Regions from separate parts of the Mus musculus genome. Here regions 1, 3 and 4 are each linked to region 2. Evidence: chromatin contacts called from public Hi-C data. All regions are on one chromosome and are shown on one strand. Each heading gives the region's core, a stretch centred on a gene start, on an enhancer-like site or on the middle of the called end of the contact. The rest is flanking DNA. Distances are from core to core; before and after follow the strand shown. Region 1 overlaps Alk (anaplastic lymphoma kinase). Region 2 overlaps Alk (anaplastic lymphoma kinase). Region 3 overlaps Alk (anaplastic lymphoma kinase). Region 4 overlaps Togaram2 (TOG array regulator of axonemal microtubules 2).

What was found. A called contact is a pair of places that touch in the nucleus more often than the background predicts.
Region 1: a Hi-C map of the N1E-115 cell line shows a contact between it and region 2, with 4 times the contacts expected there. The contact joins two enhancer-like sites.
Region 3: a Hi-C map of the N1E-115 cell line shows a contact between it and region 2, with 6 times the contacts expected there. The contact joins two enhancer-like sites. A contact is called at or near these places in 2 of 484 Hi-C or Micro-C datasets (the N1E-115 cell line and neural progenitor cells).
Region 4: a Hi-C map of the N1E-115 cell line shows a contact between it and region 2, with 2.8 times the contacts expected there. The contact joins two enhancer-like sites. A contact is called at or near these places in 1 of 484 Hi-C or Micro-C datasets (the N1E-115 cell line) and 1 of 9 other capture datasets (adipose tissue).

Annotation. Positions count from the first base shown.
Region 1 is chr17:72,337,535-72,343,233 of GRCm38.p6, forward strand. The region is part of intron 3 of Alk (anaplastic lymphoma kinase); the gene reads right to left. Among named protein-coding and RNA genes, the nearest start is that of Gm41613, 210 kb to the left of the region's middle. Within about 2 kb of position 2,142, at least 18 of the 459 cell types and tissues checked have an H3K27ac peak or open chromatin away from gene starts, as enhancers often do. A contact at or near this core is called in the N1E-115 cell line, where this site is marked.
Region 2 is chr17:71,962,474-71,968,157 of GRCm38.p6, forward strand. It overlaps Alk (anaplastic lymphoma kinase), which reads right to left. Exons shown (of 29, transcript NM_007439.2): 9 at 5,013-5,182. Among named protein-coding and RNA genes, the nearest start is that of Gm41613, 160 kb to the right of the region's middle. Within about 2 kb of position 4,143, at least 24 of the 459 cell types and tissues checked have an H3K27ac peak or open chromatin away from gene starts, as enhancers often do. A contact at or near this core is called in the N1E-115 cell line, where this site is marked.
Region 3 is chr17:72,416,025-72,421,884 of GRCm38.p6, forward strand. All of the region lies in intron 1 of Alk (anaplastic lymphoma kinase), which reads right to left. Among named protein-coding and RNA genes, the nearest start is that of Alk, 190 kb to the right of the region's middle. Within about 2 kb of position 4,402, at least 2 of the 459 cell types and tissues checked have an H3K27ac peak or open chromatin away from gene starts, as enhancers often do. A contact at or near this core is called in the N1E-115 cell line, where this site is marked.
Region 4 is chr17:71,689,076-71,694,840 of GRCm38.p6, forward strand. Togaram2 (TOG array regulator of axonemal microtubules 2) reads left to right here. Exons shown (of 20, transcript NM_177087.4): 4 at 74-361; 5 at 1,451-1,662; 6 at 2,371-2,561. Among named protein-coding and RNA genes, the nearest start is that of Togaram2, 19 kb to the left of the region's middle. Within about 2 kb of position 2,741, at least 64 of the 459 cell types and tissues checked have an H3K27ac peak or open chromatin away from gene starts, as enhancers often do. A contact at or near this core is called in the N1E-115 cell line, where this site is marked.

The sequences.
Region 1 (5,699 bases), core at 892-3,391, 370 kb after region 2:
AAGAAGATGAATAACAATTGTTTGGGTCTTGTAGGTGCTTGTCTGTGGGTTGGCAGGTATTAATCATTTAACCCTCACAGGATTAATTATTTAGTTTTCACAATTTTATAAGGGAGGACTCATTATTTACACTGCACAAATAAGAGACTGTTTTTGCAAAGGTCACACACTGAGTATATGCAGAGGCAAGATATGAATTTGGACAGTCTGACTGCATGGGTCTTCATAGGTACTGTGTATTCTATTCATACACCATTGACATGTGTGGTCTGTGTATTTAGAATGTAGAAAGCAGAAAACTTGAGGTCCAGCAGTGGTCAGCACAAAGAATATTCCTAACTGCTAAAGTCTTCCATATATAGGTGAAAACTTCTGATACCTTTTTAATACAAATGTAACTTAAGAGTCAACCAGTGGCTGTCTCCATACCCTTTCAGTGCCTGGAAGATAAGTTTGAACTTCTAATTCTGTATCTCAAGAAAGCCTAAAATTCCCATTTAGTTTTTTTCTACAGTTTCTTTGTCTTCACCAGGCAGTGGATTGTCTACCTTGTGTCAATTTCATGTATGTTTCATACAATCTGATACAGAAGTGAAATCTGAGCATCCCTCCAAGATCCACCAGAAAGCCTACTTATGCAAGGCAATCTGTGTGTCTAATACAGGAATTGTGGGACGTGAGAGAAAGAATAGAGGAGGTTAGATGAGAGAAATACAAACAATATCAATGTGAGCATTCAGTGTCTCTTGTCCTGTATTTACAACCATCTCTCCAGGAAGCAATGTCAAAGATAGCTTCACTGGTCCTCTCTCCTCTGCCTCACATAATTTCCATGCATGCTTACATACATGGACACACAGAGACACACATGGACACATACATGGACACATACACACATACACACACACATATATATATATGCATGTCTACACACCCATGATTTCAGCTCTGTTATATACTCCAAACAATCCATTCAAAGTAATTTTCCAAATAAAGATAACTTGCTCCAGAGAGGAGAGTTTTCTGATTGGATTTTAACCTTTCTATATGCATTAATTACCTTTCTTATTGCGGTTACAAAATACCTGAGAATGCAATTTAAGGGGAAAAGGGTGTATTCTGGATCACACTTTAAGAAGGTATGGTTTATCATGATAGAGAAATCAGGTGGATCCAGCTGGGGCACCCAGAGTATAAGACAGACAGTAGATTATATTACAACAATGGTCAAGAATCAGAGAGCTGGGTTAGCTAGCATCAGGGGTCGTCTACAACCATAGTCTCCACCCCTTTGCCCCATATCAACTAGGCTTCCCTCATATCCAAAAGATTCTATAATGTTCTAGAACAACCCCACCAGGTAAGGATCAACTGTCCAAACACATGAGCCTGTGGGGCATTTCTGACATTCAAACTACACGGTTGTGTTTTCACTGATGAAACTATAACTGGAAGAAGCACCAGCTCTTTCACGGCCCTCTACCCATCCAGGCCAAGAAGTACCCAATAGCCAGTTGATGTGCTAATGCTGTTTGGAGACTGACAAGAAACTAGGGATCCAGTTGCATCTCTTAGGTTGACTATGGAACTAATCCTCCCCCCACTGAGCACACTGCATACAGCACCAAATCCTCACAAATTCATCAACATTACCACTGTACTTCCTTAAAGGCCAATTCATAAATCAGAACAGACTAAACCATGGCCTTAATTTCCCATTGAAACTCTTAATATTCATCCTACTGAACAGCTATAAAACGTGAATCCAAAATGACCTAGTGATTATATCATGGGGACACTGAAAAAAAAAAAGCTTAAAGAAATGTCTTGATGGTGCTGACAGAAAATTCTTTCATTTTTTATTATTATCAATAATGTTCCTATTAGTCACTTCAGGTGAGTCAAAGAATACACAGTCAATCAAAGCTTTAAAGGAAGAGTCGGGAAGGAACGTCTAGTTCAAAGATGACTGCTCTTGCTCTCTCCACTTCTTCTTTTTATCATCCTCCCTCACACCCCCCCCATATTCTCACTAACCTTTACCCAAGAAAGGGTAATCAGAATGACACATGCCTGAGACACATGCAATTTCCTTCAATTTAGCTTAACCCCATGGGCATCATTTCAAGAGGAGCCGGTTCTGTTTGGGGTGACTCACAGTCTGTTATATATCCAAGGCACAATGACTATCTTCATGCAACAGGCAATGAATCAGGCAGTGCCTCCACCTAGTTTTCACTCTCCTTTGCCCAGTGTTTGAAAGAAAACATACAAAAAATCAAACATCTAATTTTTGGCGTTGGCGGCTGTGAAAACTTCAACTTTGTTCTGCGCTACAACACAGCAAAAACAGTTTGTAGGTCTAGTCTGCCACCCAGTATGGTTAAGGTTAGTATGTTTGCAATGCTCCTCTGTAGTGTTTGAAGACACATTTGGCTTCATTCGGAAACCACCCTGACCTCTGAGTAAAGCCATCTTCATTCGGTTGAAATGTAATGAAATGAGAAGGAAGAAGGGAAGAGAAGACGGTACTGTTTGTAGGAAAACCCTGCATTCATTTCTTGATCTCCAATTTATTACTTTCTTATCAGAACATCTTTCCCAATTCTTCCGCATGTAAAACATCTCAAGATGCTTGCCTCCATAATCCTCTGCCCATGTTGCTAGTTTCCCCCAAAGCCAGGAGAAGTAGCATCGTTTGCAGCCAGTTGATGTCTCACATCTACAAGCAGAGGTGCCAATGGTGATGTTCTAACCATCATTCTATGTTCAGTTTGCCGGTGAATGTCTTCTGGGGTTCATTAAATTGGTCCAACTTCTCAATCTGCTGCTTGCTGGTGTTGGCTTCCCCTCCTTAGATAACAATGTTACTGAATACACAGTTGCTTGTATTGTACAGTTAGGCTCATAGGGATTCTCTTTTCTTTAGCCATACAACTAACTGGATTCTATCTGCCCCACTTCTATCTGAGACTGGGTTTTATTTTCATCTGTCAACTGAGTAGCCTCTTCCCTGACCTCCTTTCTCCCTCTGATTCTTCCTCTAGCATAGTTAGAATGATCCCAGTAAAACTGGGATCCAACTGGAATGTCTGTGCTCTTAGCACCTACAGGATAGAGTTTAAATTTCTTTATATAGATCATTCCTTCTTCACCACAGCTGGTCCCCCGCCATCACCCGTGGCAGAACAATGGTGGACAAATGGGTAAGGGTATAGGATCCCTTCTTTGTGCTCAGCATGGTGCTATATTAGAGACAACTCCCACTTTGTCCCCATATCTTTCAGGGTTAATATATCTGTTGTTATATCTTCCAGATCTTCCAGATCATGAACACAGATTAGAACTTGTCTGAGTCTTCTCATGAGCGTTTAAGGTATTTTATTCTAATGGAGAATAACTAAGATACTTTAAATAAACTTTAAATCCACCCTCTGTTTCCTTCTTGTTATCCATCCTACAAAAAAAGGTTCTGCCTATCCCTTAAGTCCCTGATCAAGTAGCATTTCCTTTTTGTAGCTTCAGGAACTCCCGACTCTCTTAAACTCTCTGTCCTCTCGTCTATTTCTTTGAACCTTCTCTGCTTTCCTACAGAGCATTCATTCAAGTGTGACCACAACAATGACCACTGCCAGCTAAAACACACTTGCTACTCTAAAACAAACTGATGATATCGATCACATATACTTTGGGTCATGGTGGATAATGAACAATTAAATGCAGCATTAAGAGTTTGTCTCTGAGGTGCCAGATGGTTCTTATATATTGGGGTTGCAAGGAAACCCCGCATAGAATAAGAGCATGATGATAAGAATAAGCTTTGGGGTTCAAAAAATTATCCCTCTTCCATCACTAAGAATAGAGCTGAGCCATTTGGTACAGGGTGCACAACCGGGTTTCTTCTGGGACCCAGAGTGAGGCTCCACCTGGGATGGAGAGCTACATGGACTGCTGGCTTTCAGTGGTTTCTTTTCATTAAAGAGCACAGATAAGACACACTACAAATTTCACTCACGTAAGAGCAGCCTATTTCTCTTCCTGAAAAGTAATGAAATAATTAAATAGAACTGACCCCCTGACTCTAGACTTGCTGTCCTACGTCTGCCCGTGGCTCCTTCCCTTCTGCGTCTCTGCCACCATGTGAGGTTCATGCAACAGCGCTCATCTCTGGGCCATTTTCAATTAATTTCCTGAGTAAAATTTCACGAGACACTATCAAACCTTTTGCTAAAATCAAGATATATTACATCTACTCTATTCCCTTAGTCTACTAATCAAAAAAGCAATCAACTTTGTCTGGCATGATTTGTTCTTTTAAAACCCATAATGCTTATTGCTCATAATTCCATTATCCTAGATAGTATTTTTTCCTCTTAATATTTGTTCCACTATATTAGCAGGGATTGAATTACTAGATGATTTCTAGGATCGCTTTTTTTTTTGCCCCTCACTGCTTTGCAAATTTGCTACCTAATTGGAAACTATCAACAAAACGATATTTCCCTATTCTGCTGACTTGCAGAAGACCAAGAAAGGGACTTCAGGGTCTCCCAGTCAATTCCTGTATCTTCTCAGGGCACAGGTGACCTTTCTGAACCATTCTGGATCTCTGCTCACATTTCAGTGTTTCCCGCATGGAAGGCTCGAGCATCTTCTTGCTAACTGGATCAGTGATCTGTGATCCTGTGCTCAGGTTATTCTGGGGAAAAGAGAATATATTAGGAAAGACACAGGACTGAGTTCAAATGCCGGCCATTTGCTCCTTCTGTGTGTTTAAGGTATTTTATTCTAATGGAGAATAACTAAGATACTTTAAATAAACGTATTTCAAATGTTGCATTATTTTTCCTTAGTTGTTAATCACAAAAGAAAAATGTGAAAGACTCTAACTGTGCAATACACATACACACACACACACACACACACACACACACACACACACACACACACACACACATATATATATATATGTATCCCTCCAGGCTCTTCAACCTGAACTCTCCTCTCAGAAGTAAGACAAACACTTTGATACATGTTCCCAGGACACTTTATAAACCTAAATGACACACATAAACCAAAATGGGCTAAGATATGCATACTGTTTTACAATCCGTACTTTTCACTTGGGGAAGCACATACATCCTTATGCTAAAAGTGTGTGTGTGAAGAAGATGGGTGCCTGAGGAAGAGAGAAAGCAGGAGAAGAGAGGGTAACAGGGGTGGATGCACATAAACAGAAATATGGTTGAAGTAAATGGTATAGCACGGAAATATGACAAAACCCACCGCTCTATACAGTGGGCATTGGCTAGCATTCACTTAGCCTTCCTATGAATCCACATGCATGCATGTATGTGTGTCTGTGTGTGCAAATGTGGGAATGTGTATGACACAGTGTGCATGAGGAACCTTTGACCTTTGGAAACATAGTATCTTGCTCACTACTGTGTGAGCACAGCTCAGATGGTCTGTGAGTTTCTGGGTATGCCCCACCTCTGTTGCCCATCTTAGTACAGGGGCTAGCATTCCAGATGTACGTCTCCCTGCCCAGCTTTATGTGGGCTCTGAGGATATGAACTCAGGTCTTCGGGCTTGAACAGCAAGCATTTTACCCACAGAACCCTCTCCCTGGGTTTCATGTGTTTAATTATTGAAGTTTGTGTGATGCATTATTTTGATAATCAAGTGTGTCAGAGATA
Region 2 (5,684 bases), core at 2,893-5,392:
CACTCGAGGAGGGAGAAGAGGTGGGTGGAGGACAGAAAAAAAGAAAGGAGCCATATTTACTCATGATAGATGTCTGAGCACGACAAAGCCTTTAAACACATTTGAATTAGTGCTGTCCTTCAAAGTTGCCATGAGAGCACGTATCTGTATTCCAGGGATGTTGCCCATGACATGCCGAGCACTGCTCACGCCACGCCGGGCACGGCTCTGGAGATTCTTTTTCCTAGTTCATCTTTGCAGTCTGGTTGTAGAGTGATGGTAATTCCATAATGATGACAGATGATGACGTTACTTCTATCAGTTTACATGGTTGTGAATGGACAGAAGAGATGCCATTCATGGACACACAGCTTCTGGCTGCCAGCCTTTTAATGGGCACATGGCACAGTCACTGAGATACTGCTGCGGCGTGGGAGCAATCTGACTGCAGTTCTTTGGTCTCCACGCTCAGCTCAAGCTCCCAACTCACAGGCGCCGGGGGGAGGGGGGTGGCACACGGTTAAGATCAAAGTCTTTCTCATAAAGTGGTTTTGACAGGACAGTGACCACACACAAAGAAAGCACAGGCACCAGGCGAGTCCCCAAAGAGGGTCTCCCTGTCACAAGAGTAACAAATGCTGTTTTGGTTTTTCTGACAGGACACAGGCGCTGCTTTGAAATATGGAACTCTTTGTGGTCGCGTTTATTATAAAGTGGTCTCGTCTGTTTTGCTAGACACAGGTTGGACAGAAGAGGGGTAACTGGAGGGATTCCAATGGTGAATTCTCAGCTCATTCAGCTGCTGTTTTGAGGTATATAGTCAATTTTTCTCAAGACATATTCTGGCAACATAGATTTATTGAGCTTTTCATGTTAGGCACGCTACTAGGTTCAGAAAGCAGTGGCATATAAGATAGGGACATGATCTCTGCCCTGTGTACCAATTCAAATATTTAAAAAAAAAACCCATTAAAAATGAAAGAAAAGGCACATGTTTGCCTCAAGAGCCTCAAGGACACATTGTGGGCACACAGATAGCCCAGGATGGAGGGAAGACTTCTTTAAACAGTGAGCGAGGAGTGGTATTTACAAGTGTGGATGGCAAAGGAAGAATATTAATGTGCAGAAACTTGAAAATGCAAAAGCTTGAGGTAAGGAGTTTTGGCTTGGTAAGGAACTTTGGCATGGTACCACCGAGTGAGAGGAGTCTAGGCAGAGGAGGAGAATGAATGGTATGAGATACTGAAGCTGAGGTTGGACACATCACACATAACCTTAAAGAAAGGTCTTATTGGAGAACATAGGGAATGCCCTAAAAGCCCCAGGAAGCCAGGGACATGAATAGACTTGTGTTTAAAAGAATTGCTCATGGGCGGTCCAGAGGTTATGGGGAATCTTATCTATGATAGGATCTTTGAAAAGAGTACTTCCTGACTGTACAGGTTGGAGACCCTGGGGGAGCAGAGATGATATAAGGAAGCATGGAGAATAATGTTTCCAACGGCTAAGGTCTATGATGGGGCGCTGACAACGAGGAAGGTGCTGAATGGTGGAGATGTGGGATGAAGGCTGAGGGCATAGACTGCGAATGCCTACCACCGGGGGCTGGGAGAAGGGAGGTGGTTTGCTTCTGTCCTCTGCTCATTTCTCATTTTCTGTTACTTTCTTCCCTAATTGGTTTCTTTCTCTCCTTTAACCTCCCCCTGCCCCCGTTCCACTTTGTGGCAATCCAGGCAGCTGGGGTGGCCTCTCTCCTGGGAGGAGGTCAGAAGAAGTTGCAGGACTTCTACGATTTACGCACTCACAAGAACCTCACCTTTGAGGTTATCATTATCGTTATCATTTCTGAGATGACTATGCCAGACTCCTCTGAGGCACTGTGCAGGTGATGGGGGAAGAGAAGTTTGTCATTTTTAGTAATATTCCTTATTAGCAGCTTTTAGTGTTGAAGCATTTAGTGTGTACCGAGGAGTTCACCACTTTTCTTCCCCAAACCAGAGACAGCTGTATGCCTCCATTTTGCAGAACATGGAAGATCAGTGGCTGGATTTGTACTGTTTGTTCAATAAATTACTTATGAAGCCACTTAGAGGCTAGAATAAAAGATGCTGAAAACCTCCTGACACCCCGTTATGTATAGATTCTTTTGGCGATCCTATTATTTATTCCCATAACAACCTGGTGAAGTACTGCTTACAGGATGGGATGGTGAGACTCGGGGAGTTTCAATAGATGGGATGAGGTTACACCACTAACTAAGCTTGGGACCGTCCACTTGAAAGCCTGCGCTCACTTGGACACGCTGCTGTCCCACTTCCTCTCCGTTGCTGCTATAGTCTAGTTTGAGTTTAGCAAGCGAAACTATCAGACAGTTCACCTGCGCTTCCTCATCTTGTGCCTCCGGTCTGCGTGCCTCCCACACTGCCTCTAGCTTTGAGAACAAGTTGGTGGCTGGCAGGCGTTTTTTTTTTGTGAATGGAGACATTTTCTTCCCCCTGTAATTATGTGTGAATTAGGTCACGGTGCATTGTGAACCAAGCTGGCTTTTGTCTGAATCTTCACTGAGTCCTCAAATGGATGCTTTGGCCTCAGGATCAATATTGGAAATACCAGTCTGCTAGTGACCATCAGTGGGGGGAAGAGGAAGGCTAGGAACAAAGTCTCCTTCAAATGCATCTCCTGCGGAAGGGAGCCAGTGGACTCAACGTCCTCCTTGCTTTAAATCCCCTGGAGTAGCTACGAAACAGAGAACTTGCTGGGTTGAAGAGAGAAGGGGTAACAGTCAGAATTAATTTTACATCTCCCAGGAGGGATGGCTCCAGCACCGCCAGCAAGGTTCCAATCCCTGTGTGTGACTGTCACAGTCCCCAAGGATGAAATACCGGCCTATGGAGGTGGCACTCATACTTTCCCCTTCCTCCACTTTAATTAAATCCATTTGTCCCAGGGTCATTGAGCCTGGGGACATCTATGGGCTCTGATCATCAAGCCACATACATTGGAAGGAGAGGATGGATGCTGTTCTGAGTTAGAAGGGGGTTTCTTCTCTATGACAGGAGAGTTCCCATTAGAAGTGGCAAGGAACAGCATATTATGAGGTTTGAGAGAAGAATTCAAAGCCCAGCTCCACACTTACGAAGCCTCATGACAACAGGCATCACTCTTTGCCCTGCTTTGAGCCTTTGGTCCTTGTATTTCAAAGGTTGGTTCACCAGAATGGTAATTTGAGTATCTCTTGTAAGACTATTGTGAAGACTGCACTAGATGGTAGAGCGTGATGCTTAGCCAATAGCAGGTGGTTTTCCCTTCCAGTCTACCCTGTAGGTGAGATGCCACCCTGCCTTTTGCTATAGGCTATGTCTGTGCCACCTGTGGGATATTCAGTAAAGCACAGCAGAGTGTCACAGACATGCTGCTGTGCCAGGCCATTTTTAACTCAAGCATTGCTTGCTCCAGGCTGACTGCAGGTGGCAGGGTAGTGCCATCCTAGGGAGACAAGTGACAGCTGAACTCCACAGGCTTCGGCTCCAATCCAATGCCCCATGCAGCTGGAGATCTGGTAATCCAGCCATATCCATTTGGAAGTGGGAAGGACTAAACCTGGAAGGAGTCAAGGCTCTTGTCCAAGGTCACAGAGGTTACTGGTAGTAAAGTCTGATAAGAACCAGGGTCCCTGGTAGAAGCTCTTCTCTGGTCAGTGAGGAGTCTGGCATCTCCCTATGTCAACCTGCCTCTGGAGCTGAATCAATAGAGCAGTACCCCCCCCCCCCCCGCCCCCTGGTTCCAGTCTTGGCTCAGAGACAAACTTGTTTTGCTCCTTTGATTTTTTTCAGCTTTTCCTCTTTAAAAGAACGGTGGAGAATAGTGATGGAGCTTCCCCACCCACTAAGGTTTTGTTGTTAACGAGGAAAGAGGAAATGAGAGGAAATAAGAGGAAGTAAGGCAACATCCATCAAGTGAGAGAAAATGCCATAGAGATATGAAACCCGAGCATCATTTGGTAGTAGCTCGAGTGCCTCATTTTCTGCTCTCTCCACAGACAGATCCTGAAGAAAGCCAATCAGGCCAGGTGAGAGCTGCAGGAGATGAGTGTTCATTAGTGCGCCATCCCTTGAAGAATCTCGAGCTCCCGGCAATTGGCAGGAGATGTGCATGTCTCTGTGTGTACATGGGTGTGGTGGTTAATATTGACTGCCAACCTGACAGGATGTAGAACTGCCTAGGAGACAGACCTCTGGACTTGTCAGTGAAAGGATTTTAGATTGGGTTTACTGAGGTGGGAAGACCCAACCTAAAACCATTCAATGGAGCGGTACCATCCAATGGGGCACTACCATCCAAGAGGGCAGTACCATCCAATGGGGAGGAGTCTCAGGCTGAAGTAAAAGAAAGAAGCCAGGCCAACACCAGCTTTTATGGCTCTATGATTACTCATCTCTGATGCAGTGTAACCAGCTGCCTTATGCTTTTGTCATTGTGCTGTCCCTGCTATGATGGCTTAAACCCTCAAACTACGAGCCAAAATAAACCCTTCTGTGATGGTTTGTGTATTCTCTGCCCAGGGAGTGACACTATTAGAAGGTATGGCCCTGTTGGTGTAGGGGTGTCACTGTGGGTATGGGCTTTAAGACCCTCATCCTAAGTGCCTGGAAGTCAGTCTTCCACTAGCCGCCTTCAGATGAAGATGTAGAACTCTCAGCAACTCCTGAACCATGCCTGCCTGGATGCTGCCCTGCTCCCATCTTGATGGTCATGAACTGAACCTCCGAACCTGTACGCCAGCCCCAACTAAATGTTGTCCTTTATAAGACTTGCCTAGGTCATGGTGTCTGTTCACAGCAGTAAAACCCAAACAAAGTCACCTTCCCTCCTTAAGTTGTCAGGTACTTTGTCATAGCAAAGAGAAAAAAACAACCAATCAAACGTCTTAGATAAAGGGCATGGGGGAGTGTGAGACCTTCCCAGGTCAGCACTGTGCCTTGTAGGGTAAAACAAAGCAGGAGGTGGGGTGGGGGGAATGAATAGTAACTCACCTGTCAGTCACATCGAGGAGGGACAGCACTGTATGCTGCCACAGGCTTAAGCCTTCGTCAGTGGCGACATGCCAGACAGTCCGGCTTTGCTCCTTTCCGGTTTTGTTCTCCACCAGCACCAGAGATACGTTTCCTCTCAAAACCCCGCGGATGAGCCAGGACATGCGGAGCTGAGAGAGAGAGAGAGAGAGATGCACACATCAGTTAAAATGTTATTGTACCACGGAAACCTCAAGTATCCTTGCAGCCCCGGCAGAAGCTTAAAGGACTTTGCTGGAGGCTCATCTGAATTGATCCAGCAAAGGCAGCTGATGCCCACAGCCTGATCTTGCTAACAGCTGCCAAAGGACTTTCACTGGAGTTCAAGGATCTGGGCAGGAACCACCATCGAGCAATCCGAAGCTTCATTGAGGCTGATGATATCACCCCAAATTTCAGTGATTCTACCTCTGCACTAGACCAGTAGGGTTATTCAGGCGAGCTTCCTTAAGGATACCCAAAGATTTTTGCCTATGGTCTCAACTCACTATGTGATGTAATAGAGGTGATTTTTTTTCCCATTCAATTTCTTTTGATTTAGGAATAATGGACTTTTGTATTCCTTCTAATAATTACAGGTGTTGTTTGAACAGTGTCAGATCACATGTTAGCTAATGGGAGACTTCCTCTCTC
Region 3 (5,860 bases), core at 3,152-5,651, 450 kb after region 2:
GTGGAGAGAAAGAGAAGAGAAATGAAAAATGGGGAAAGAAGAGAGAGAGAATACTTCAAAGGGGGTGGGGAGAAAGAAGACATGTTTCTGTTTACCTGATCCCTATGGCTTAACACCTTACTAACAGCATTATCTGGACCTGTTGGTTCTTACCCTGATCAGGCTAACAATGGAACCCTGAATCCTCAACTGCACTGCCAACTAAATCAAATAGAGAATAAACTCAGTTAAGTTACTGGTTCTTAGGACCAAGTGTGCCCCCATTTAAAAAAAAATGAATCAACAATGTCTCTCATTTCCATAGAACCAGTGGGGAATGCAACCAGTCAAGACTGTGCAGAGGCTCCTCCATCTTGTATCTTTGCTGAGGCCATTTCAGGTTTAAGTAGGATTTGATCTCCTTGATGGAAAAGCCTAAAAAAAAATGCCCAATTCTGTTCTTGGAATCCAAGGTTTGGATGTCCCAGTTAACTTCTAGCTTCTGTTAAACTGTTTGTTTGTATGGAACTCCTTCAGCTAGCTGATTGTTTTAGCTTCATTAAACCTTTGTTTTTTTGAAGTCTGCCCCAAGCCCCCATTGCAGCTGCTGAGCAAGATGCCAGAATTTGGGTTTTGACTTCAAAATTATGCTCTGGACACTTGGGGCCACATCTAGGTTTCCAAATATCTGGCAGAATATTTGGGTCTGGTCCCACCAGCTAGAATAAAGACTTTCAGTTAGCTCTGAACTATGCCTGAGTGGTTATCTCTGATGGGCTTCTCCTGAATAGTTCTCAGAAATAACTCACTTAACATCCATTCCTCCAGACTACCTAGGACCTTAACTTAGACTTTAAAAGACATCAACATGTTAAAGCACAAAGTGGTAACACCATGCCCAGGAGGTTGATTCAGTAGGATGGATGAGATGCAGGGAGAAGAATAAGATCCAGAGGGTGGGGTGGGATCCAGTGGATGGGGTGGGATCTAGTAGATGGGGTTGGATTCAATGGGTGGAGTGGAACCAAGGTTTTTACACAGATACTACATTTCCAAATGATATTGACGTTGCTCTTGAGAAATATACACTTTGACAGTCTGCTCTAGGGAATGGGTCTGTCATTTTGAATTGCCAGAGGAGCTCTTCTGCCCACCTTCATTATGATGTGCCTTAGGAGTCTGGGGATGGAAGCTCTTTTACATCAGTTCCTAGTGCTAACCATCCCCTTCAGAGAACAAACACACCAATAAAAATGGTCTCTTGGTGCAGAATAAATAATAGAGTTAAATAAATACAGCCCCAGGATACGGAAATTCTCCTGAGATCGCTAACCAAACCGGGGGGGGGGGTAGGCAACAGGCTGTGCCTTCTTGAAGAAATTCTTAGACTTTAATTCAATAAAAGACTTCGCTGGAGAGCTGAGCTGGTAGGAAGGAAGCTCCGAGTTATACTGAGCTTTCTGTTGCTGTGATAAAACACCTACTAAAAACAGTTTGGGAAAGAAATGTCAAGGCAGGAGGAATCTGGAAGCAGGAACCGAAGCAGAGGTCATGGAGGAGTGCTGCTTACTGGCTTGCTCCTCCTGGTTTGCTCAGCTTGCTTCTTAATATGGTCTGGGACCATGGCCAAGGGACAGTACTGACCACAGTGAGCTGGAGCCTCCTACATCGACTAGCAGTTAAGAAAATGTCTCCACAGGCCAATCTGATGAAAGCAATTCCCTAGCTGAGGTTTCTTTCCCAGGGGACTTATTTGTGTCAAGTTGACAAAAACTAACCAGCACACTTGGCAGGATTTCACCCAACTCCCCAGTTCCAAAGAAAAGACGGTCCTGGCTTCTTCCACGGTCCATAAACTACCCAAGCAGGCAATCACAATCTGTATTTAGCCAATGCAAAGAAGTAATAGCCTCCACGGGCTTTTCAGGAAAGAGGCAGCATCAAGCTCTGTACAGAATGCTAAGGGTAATGTGGCCTTGACACAGAGACTCAGAAGAAGGTTTATCTAGGTTCACCCTACCCATGGTCTCAGTGGTAGTAAGCGCATTGAGAGTCATGACTGTAGGGTGTGTGCCTCCCTGTTTGCTTCCTTAGTCCTAATAAAGACTGTGCATTTGACTCCTCTCTCCTTTGAGCCTTCTGAGTCACTTGAGTACACCAGGTTCCTGTGACAGCTTAGAATCCCAGTCCCCAAGGCCATCTATACAAAGTCTTGCCCTACGAACTGTTAGGGTCAATTCTGAGGCCATAAATACTTTCTGGGCAAGGTAGAGGCAGAGTAGGTACCCTGTGTCTTCTTGTTTTGTTTATTTGACACACTTTACAGCTCAAATATGCAGCTCTGTTGTTCAATCACCAGGGCCATTCTTGGTTATTAAAATGTACATAAACTCTACTACCTGTTGAGGATTGGTTCTAATGCTTTGAATTAATCTGGCCCCCCCAAATCAGGACTCTGCATATCCAAATGCTGAAGCTCCTTGTCCCTAATTGGATTTTGATCCATCAATTAAAAGCCAGTGGCCAATGGCTGGGCAGGTAGACTGAGGTGGGAATTTGAGGTTTAGGAGTGCTAGAAACTGGGGGAGAGAAAGGAAGCAGAGATCACCATGATGAGGAACAAAAAGACCAGACCTAAAGGCCTGCCGACAGGTGAGAATCAGGGGAAGAGGCCCCCGAGCATTTCCCCAATTGTGTTTGGGGTGGCAGAGATGAAATTCAGATTTTAAAAGATGTTAACTCAGAAGTACAGGAGGGGAGTCTGTGCTAGCAGGAAGGATTAGAATTGCCCAGCCATTAAGCTAGTCAAGCTAGTTAAGGCATATTAAAATTAACTGGTGTGTGTGTGTGTGTGTGTGTGTGTGTGTGTGTGTGTGTGTGTGTGTGTGTGTGTGTCTTTCATTCGTGAATCTAGATAGCTCTTGGGCAAGTGCACATGTGCGACTGTTGGGAGCATAAAGTGGGCTAACCAAATATCACCAGAACTACCAATTCTCATCAGTAATTATTTAAAAATAACCGTGATGCACCACGATCATTAACATTTTTTACACTGGAGTAGCATAGTTTGTTAGCTCCACTTTAGGAGTAAAGAAAATAGGGCTCTGAAGGCTAAGGTAAGATAGAGCAACAGTATAAACTGTTGATATGACGCTCCATGGTACGAATAAGAGGAAGGTTTTTACTGTAGCCGTGAGAGAACAGCCAGAGGCTTCTGGAAGAGTCCAGAGCAGGGAGAGAGAGTAGACCGAACATGGCTGGGGGGAGGGGTAGAGAGAAGGGGATTGAGAGGGAGACCAAGAGACCAAGCCGTGTTCTTACACACCTAAAATAACAAAGTTATAAGGAGAACCGGGACGGGGAGGAGACAGGGACCCTGGGAGCAGGATGGAGTTTAGGGCTGGGGAAGAGGTGAGAAGAGCCAGGATGCTAGCATGGACTTTGAAATGTGTAGCAGGTACCAGTGATGCTGATGGAGCCTAGAGGCCAGCATGCACATTGGTATGCTGATAGGTACCACAGATGGCCATTTGTCCCTTCTGCCTCTTGAAATTTGGGGAAATAGTTTTCTTTGGACAAAACAGCAACCACTTATTTAAAGAGGGGTGTCACTAAGGACCTTTATTCTGTGTGGTCTCCTGCTTCTGCCTTTACTACTACACCTACACTGAGGACTATCCCTGAAAGCAGGCGCCTGGAGCTAACTTGCTAGAGACATGTGGGACACACCCCAGGCTGAGACCCTTAAGACTCAGGACTAGCAGAAGGGACAGGTTCCTGCTGGGTGGGTGAATACATTCCAGCAGCAGCCAACTGGGGGATCTGCAAGAGGAGTCTCTGGGACACACACACACACACACACCTACCACAAACACTTGAAGCCAGATGGAATGGGGTCGTATGTCCCATCTCTCTCGTTCTTCTTCATCTTCAAATCAAGTGTCCGTCTCTTGCTAAGGCCATTTCTCCTGTCTACATCCTGCTGACTGCCCACTAACTCAGAAAAGGCCTTTGATGCTAACTAACATGGTTATGCCCATGGCAGACACATACAGAGGAAAGAGAAAACAGGTCAGGAACGTCAGAGTGTACAATAAAACAGACACCCTCTCGAATGTTCCCAGCACTGAAGCATTAAAATAAAGTCATTTGACAATTATTTGCCTGGACTGAAAGAGTGGAGTCATTTCAGAGATGCCACTAATCTTACAAAATAACAAGTGTGATTTGATCCGAGAGAGGAACCAACACACTTGAAGATGTCTCTGCCTTAGGCTCTGCACTTTCATGAGGTATTGGCAGAGACCAGAGGGTGAGTTATGGGGGAGGGGCGTGCGACCACAGTGAGCACTGGCAGGGTGGATGGAGCCGGCTAAGTTAAGATCAATGATTTCCTTGATTGCCTGGCTCTCCTCTCTCCTAAGCCTGGTCTCTGGCTACATTTCTATTCCTATCGGCCAGAAAAATAAAGATTGTTTACAGAGCTGAAATAACACCTGCTTGGTTTATCTTATTTTAGAAACAATAAAAGCCAGGGAGTTGGAGGGATTAAGGAGGAAAAAAATCAATTGTGTTCTTTCATGTTGGAAACATTAAAAAATAAGTCACCCTGCTACCTACTCTAAGGCCCAATTTGGCTCTCCATTACCCAGGGCGATTTCCAATTTCTTCCTGTAACTTCCCAAGGTTTAAGCTTGACGGAACCATAACTGGGTGCCCTTGACAGACTTCAAGAAAGTTTTTCTGGTTGGTTTCTGACAATTTCTACCATAGCTCTGATTGCTACGCGTACAGAGAGAGAAATAGCAATGTCCCCTTTGGCATGAACATGAAAACATAGTCTGATCCCGGCCAAATTGTTTCATGTTTTGAGAAGCGTCTTACCTCATGCCACTTTGTATCATCTCTGTAGGGAAGGCAAGATGCTCTTTAATCTGTCATAGAGAACTTGGTACCAGAACCAGAACAAACGGAAACAATGCACGACAGTGACAATGACTGCAAAGGTTGAAGGGGTTGCTCAGCACCAAAGATGCTGATGTCAAAGATCTACCAGCCCTGTAGCTGTAAAGGGCATCCCGGTGAAGGTGGCCTGGCCGACTCCTTTGCCGATTACCTACTATTTAGACTAGTGGTTCTCAACAATTAGCAATGATAAATCATGCCCAAGGCCACACAGTAAAAACAGTCTGTGCTGACTCCTGATGCTCTTTTCTTGTACCTTGAATTGAGACGGGATGCCTTTAGCCAGAGCGTAAGTGTGAAGCCAACCTGGTCCTCAGGTCCAGGCTGTGCCTCGATGAGCATGAACTAGCTTGAGCAGGATACGGAACACAGCATCCTTTCTCCTGTGCTTGCATCTCTACTCCAAAGGAGAGCTGGAGGAGGGGCAGGGAAGACCCCAAGGGGATAACTATCACACGGGAACTACTGTGTCACAGCATCTATCCATTTGTACTGACGAAAGGCACAAGGATAGCTATTCCCGGGCTCTGATTTCTCATTAGTGGTAAGTAAATACTAAATTTCCTAAAGCAGTGTTCCAAATCCATCTGGGAAGGAAAAATCTCCTTTTAGGCTAAATACCTTTGCCAACCCATGCATGCTGGCAGCTCTGGCTTATTAGCACTGTTATTTATCAGTAAGAGGAATTGTTTTCACCGAGTTTGCACGCTTTAACGCATAATCACTTCTAAACCCATGTAAGAAAAAGTAGTATAGAAGTGTAAAATATAAACTCAGGAAATGCTGAGTTTCTGTATGCGTGTAGCTAGGGAGCCCTCCTCTGTAACACCTCAGCCCTCCAAGTGTCTGTGAACAGACAGTTTTATGAGGTGGAGCAGTGAAGAGCCAGCCTCCAGCAGGCTCCCACAATGGGAGA
Region 4 (5,765 bases), core at 1,491-3,990, 270 kb before region 2:
TGGGCACATCTTGTATTTACCTTGAGCCTATTAGCTTTGGCCGAAAAGCCACTTGTGTGTGTATCTCTCTCAGCCTCTTTGCAGCCAGTGTCAAGTGTACTGCCAAGCAGTGAGAAGCCATCACAGCTCTCAAGGGAACATGAGGACCAGAGTAGTCTCATGCTGAATGCTCCTCTGAAAGGCTGGCAGGCCAGGAATGGCTACCCCAGGGGCCTTGGAGTTCTGCCCTTGGGGCACCACCTGGGGGCAGCTATTCCCTCCCTGGAATCAGAGGCCAGCAGTGTGGCCCGGGACACGATCCAGATTAAGGACAAACTCAAGAAGAGACGGCTCTCAGAAGGCATGGCGGCATCTTCTCAAGGTGAGTCACGACCCAGCCACCACCCACTCTGAGATCAAGCACGCCAGGCCATCCAGGCTATGAGGGTCAGCAGGTGTTTGAGGTTTTGGGGGTCCATTGGGGCTGGTCAGTGGGTTTCTGCTGAGGTGGGTGCTGTTGTGGGATATGAGGTAGCATTGAGGATGAAATCTAGCAGAAATGATGGAGAGGGGGCGTGTGTCTTTTAGGCTAGCTTAGGGGTGTCAAGGCAAGTCTCCCCCGTATCAGAAGAAATTGATTAGCCGCTGCCTCTGCCTGGCAGCAGATTGGCATTCTGTGGATGCACACAGAAGGACTGGGCTTTACCAGGAACACGGCTGACTTTTCTCTGGAGTATATTCCTTGAGTTGTCGCGTATTCCTCGAATATATTATTACTTTCACATCTCTGACCAGCACACGGAGCAGAAACATCTGCAGAGGAGAAGATCTACACTGGTTCACTGTTTCACTGTGCATGGTGGGGCAGGCAGGCAAGCAGGGTGGGGGAACTCCGTTCGTGGAAGTGGGTTCATGAGGCTGAGGCTGGTCCTGTCAGGAAGCTGAACACAAGGTTGGACCCAGAGTCTGGGCTGTGACTTCAAAGGTCTATCCCCAGTGACCGACCTACTTCCTCCCTCCTCCAGCTGGGTCTCATCTCCTGATGGCTCCACGGTTGCTCCAAATAGCACAGCCAGCTGGGAGAGAGTGCTCCAAATGGTCTGAGGAGGGACATTTTCCATCTGAAGTTAGGGATGAGAAGGGTGGTATGCCGTCTATCCAGGGCCAGCTGTGCCTTCTCTTAGCTCTCTCTTAGCCCAACACTGCTCTTGTCTTTCCACCTGTACCATCTTTGACTTTGATTTGCATTTCTACCATGTTTTATGGAAATGAAAAGGGACCCGCAAAACCCGCTGCTTAGCTAGTGATCTGGTGGATGTTGGGTGCCAGGCTGGAGGGAGCCCAGCTCTTTCCCCTCCCCCTCCATCATCCCTTCTTCTCCCAGGATGTGAGGCCTAGGTTAGTACAGCAATCACCCTCAGCTCTCCGTGCTCCAGGTACTAACTTCTTCCCCCATCTTACCCCTGCTCAGCCTCTCTGGATCCGGTGGGAGGCCCCAGAGGGGTTCCTCTGCGGAGCACAATCCCCCGCACCACCTCACAGAGGCTCCTGAGGGTACCCAGGCCGATGCCTCCCATCCAGAGCATTCCCACCACCCCTGAGGCCAACAGTGCTAAGGAGAAGGACCTGGACCCTCCTGGAGGCAGACAGGATCTCCAGGACCCGGGAGCCAGTGCCCAGGAGGTAAGGCAGCTCTGTGGCTCCCCATTCCTTTATCAACTCTTGTCCCTGTGCCCCGGCTAAATGTCTCTAGACAGTCCTCAAGACCAGGGTGGCATTGAGACCCTCATTTCACGTCTCCCTGTAGCGTTCCAGCTGTTACATCTGGCCTGAGAGTGGTGTGTGTGTGTGTGTGTGTGTGTGTGTGTGTGTGTGGTTGCCTGAGAGGTATGGGGGCTACAATCCTTTCTGTCCTGGAGTTGGTGGACCCAGGCTTTCTTTGGTGTTCATGTTTTGGGATTTTTCCCGGTCTTCTGCTCATCTCTTGCTTAATGCCAGCTTGTTGGCATGGAGGAAGGCGTTGGCATCGCCTTCCCAGAGCTGTTTTGTACATCTGTAAAAGCAGAGCTTTGAATTGGGGGTTTTAGAGGGTCCCTTCCAGCTCTACACAGTCAAAGATTTTTCTGAAATGAGAAGATTAAAAAAAAATTAAAATCCAAAAAATAATTAAAGCGACGGAAAAGCTTGCCAGTCTTCCTACCTGGAGTGGTTGGGAAGGGGTGACCTTCCCAGAGGGGTTGGAGTGGGGCTAAGAGACCGAAAAGGGAAACAAGAGGACATTTCCCAGCATCCTCTCACCAGCTGCCAGGAGATGCTTTGTGCGAGGTTACCAGGAGCAGAAAGTACAGTGTGAGTCATGCTTCCAAGGACCAGGCTCCCTCCCCCTCACAGGTGCAGATTTCCAGGCAATACTTACACTGCGCTGATGAGAAGATGCACAAGTCTTTAGGAGGCCTCGTGATCCCACCCATTCCGAAGGCCCGGATGCCCACAGGGACCTCTTCCTGCAGGCCTGGCTCCTTGCCCAGCCCCCTGTGTCCAAGCCAGGATGTGCTTATGGGACCAAAGGCCCCACATACGCGGTAAGCGGCCTACTTAAAAATCTCAAGTCTGTTTGTGGTCATCTCTCCTGTAACTTGTCTTGCCCCCCACCCCCCTTCCCTTGGGCTCCTCACTGCTGAGTCACCGTGGCTGGCACAGTCTTGAGGCACCAGGTTTGGAAAGGGTAAAAATCCCCTCTTGTGAATGGCAGACATGCGGAGACCACAGCATTGTTGTTGCGGCTCCTCTGATCCTGGACTCTGGCTGGCTCTGAAGGCATTCATGACCAGTAATGTGGGCAGTAACTTGTTTTCTAGTTTCTCAATGTCTACAGTTGCCATAGTGATGAATAAAATACACATTGTTTTAGGGCATGGTCAAGCCCATGGTGGCTCTCTCTTATTTTGTATTTTCTTAACTGACAGATACTGAAACCACCACTATTATCATGTATAATGTGTGTATAATGTATATAGTGTGTGGTCATGTGTGTGTATGTTTGCATATACATATGTGTGGGTATATGGGTTTTTCATAAAATGTTTGGACTTCAAAAGGCTCTTCATACCCAGAAACAGTTGGGGCAGAGGCTCTAGGTTATCATGAATCTGCTCGTAAAGAAGACAGGCAGAGCCTTCTAGACGGCTATCAGCATCCAGTGGCCAGCCCAGACTGATACCCCAATTGGGTATGTAAGAATTCCTAGGCACATGCCTGTGAGTGTACATCTGTAATCATGTTTGTGTCTGTGTGTGCATTTGTATACACACATGTGAGTGTCTGGGAATGTATGTGAGTGGGCGTTCAGCCACTATAGGTCTGCCTTTCCCGGTGCGGCGTATGAGTGTACATTTCTGTTGCTATGATAAAACACCACACAGGGTCAAACAAGTTATGGAAGAATTTACACGGACAGAGAGTTCTGGAGGGTAAGAGCCCACGGTGGTGGGGCAACATCAGGCATCATAGCACAGGATGCCGAGAGCTTACATCTTGACCCTCAGAGCGAGAATACCGGGAATAGCTTGAGGCTTTTTAAATCCCAGAGCCCACCTGCAAATGGCATAACTCCTGTGGGCAAGGCCACACTATTCAAACATTGCCACTACCACCCCCCACCCCATCCCCGCCCAAGACTCTGGGGCACGTTTGTCACTTAAATCACCACCTATGGTTGTCACATCCTCCTCCTGCATTTCTTTGGCCTGATCTTCCAAAGTCTTCCATTTCTCTCTGGCTTTCCGAGATCTCCTGTTTCCTGGGCTGCCTTCTCTGGTCACAGCCATGTCTCTATCTTTGTCTGGGCCCTGCTAGACTGTGGGACCATGTCCCTGCACTTGTTCCTGGATGGGAGCTCTCTTCCATCCTCACCTTCACACTCACCTCTGCACTGGCCTTCCTTACCACGGGACGCTTCTCCTGGCACACAGCTTCTCTCCCTCTCTCTGTAGCATTAGTGACAGAGTCTTCGATCTCTGTCCAATGCCTCTCATGACCTTTGTGGCTGTGGCTAGGGTTGACATTTTTCTCCTCTTTCTCTTGGTTTTATACCCATGTCTTGATCTTCCAGGCACTCTCCTACATGCCTTTCATCTGTTGCTCAAATCTGCCCATCCTCAAAATTCCTGGTTTTTTTTTTTTTCTTTCTTTTTTCCTGGAGTCTTTCCTCGTGGCTATGATCTCCAGGGTCATTGGGCTCTGGGTGACTTTGCCATGGCCTGACCTCCCCCTGGAGACCCACACTCTCCCTGGGACTTCTGGTTTTTCATGGCTTGCTGGTCAGCATTAGAGGAAGTATGATGGAAGGGAATGCATGTTACCATGGCAACACGAGGCACCTCCTGCTTCCCCAAACTGCCCTTTGATGGAGGAGCTGCCCTTTGCCTACTTCAGCAGCCTGGCTCTGGCTTCATGTGCTTCTGGTGCCTCACTGAGTGTCCCTCCCCATGCTGTCCTTGCAATAACAAGGCACACAGAAGCTCCCATCTGTTTCTTGTCCCCGCCGCTGCCTCCCACGCTGCCTCCCATGTTACACTCACAGCTGCCTCTTTTTCTTCTTTTTTCTTTTTTTCGAGACAGGGTTTCTCTGTGTAGCCCTGGCTGTCCTGGAACTCACTCTGTAGAGGAGGCTTGCCTTGAACTCAGAAATCCACCTGCCTCTGACTCCCAAGTGCTGGGATCTAAGGCGTGTGCCACCACTGCCCGGCTTCACAGCTGCTTCTTAACTTCACCCAGACAGCCACCCGATCTGCCTTATCCAGCCCCTTGCTGTTCAGCCTCCCCTTTCTGAGTCCCGTCCTCAGGCAACCCTTCAGTGGTCTTTGGCTTTCTTCTGCCTTTTGCTGCCAGCAGCCTGCTTGGTTTGACCTCCAGGGGGCAGCCTTCCTCCTCCTGTGCTGTCTGTAGGCCTCCGGCGGACTCCTTTGTGGGTGTGCTGGTTCCTGAGCTAGAGCCCCATTTCCTCCGTGGCACTTTTCTGTCCTGCACATCAATAAGGTCCTTCCACCTCGGCCTCACCTGGCTTTCATGGCTGGGGAGGACAGGAAGGGGTCACCTCTGCTTGTCCACATGGCAGAGACTGCCTGTCCACCCCTACCTCCCTTCCATTGTTTCATTGATTTAATTAATAAATCTTGGCTATTTAAATTGATTTTGTTTCTTTTTTTTTAAATGTCTGTTCATTTTATTTTTCTTGTCTTGTTTAAAACCTCATTCTATTCTTTAACTTGCACTTTATAGGTCAGGGGCCATATCTCAAAAACCTGTGATGCTAAGCTAGGGGCCTGGCAGGAATTAATCACATAGGACACACCCGCCTTAGCTCTCCATCTGCAATTTGGCTCTCTCTTCCCCACCTCTGTAAGGCTGTCTAGAAAATAGGTGGAAAATTCCCCCTATTGCCACTTCACTCTTTCATCTGCCTAATCATTTATTCACTTAAAAAAAAAAAAACTACTGAGCACCAACTATCTGCTGGGTGCTTTGGAAACCAGGGTGAATACATTTTGGGGGGATGAGAGAGATTTGAGGGTAAACCATTGAGCCTAAGCTCAGTAAGATTGGAGGTGAGATAGAAGGCCTCACCAGTCTCTCGGGAAGCCCAATAGAAAAGCGCCTCAATGAGGCTGGGCTGATTTCTTAGGGGGAATTTTGAAGGAGGGACAGCACAAAATGGAGGACAGAGACACTCAGGGAGGAATGATAGAGGCCTTTAGGAAGCTACAAAGAGTCTGCTTGTGAGACTG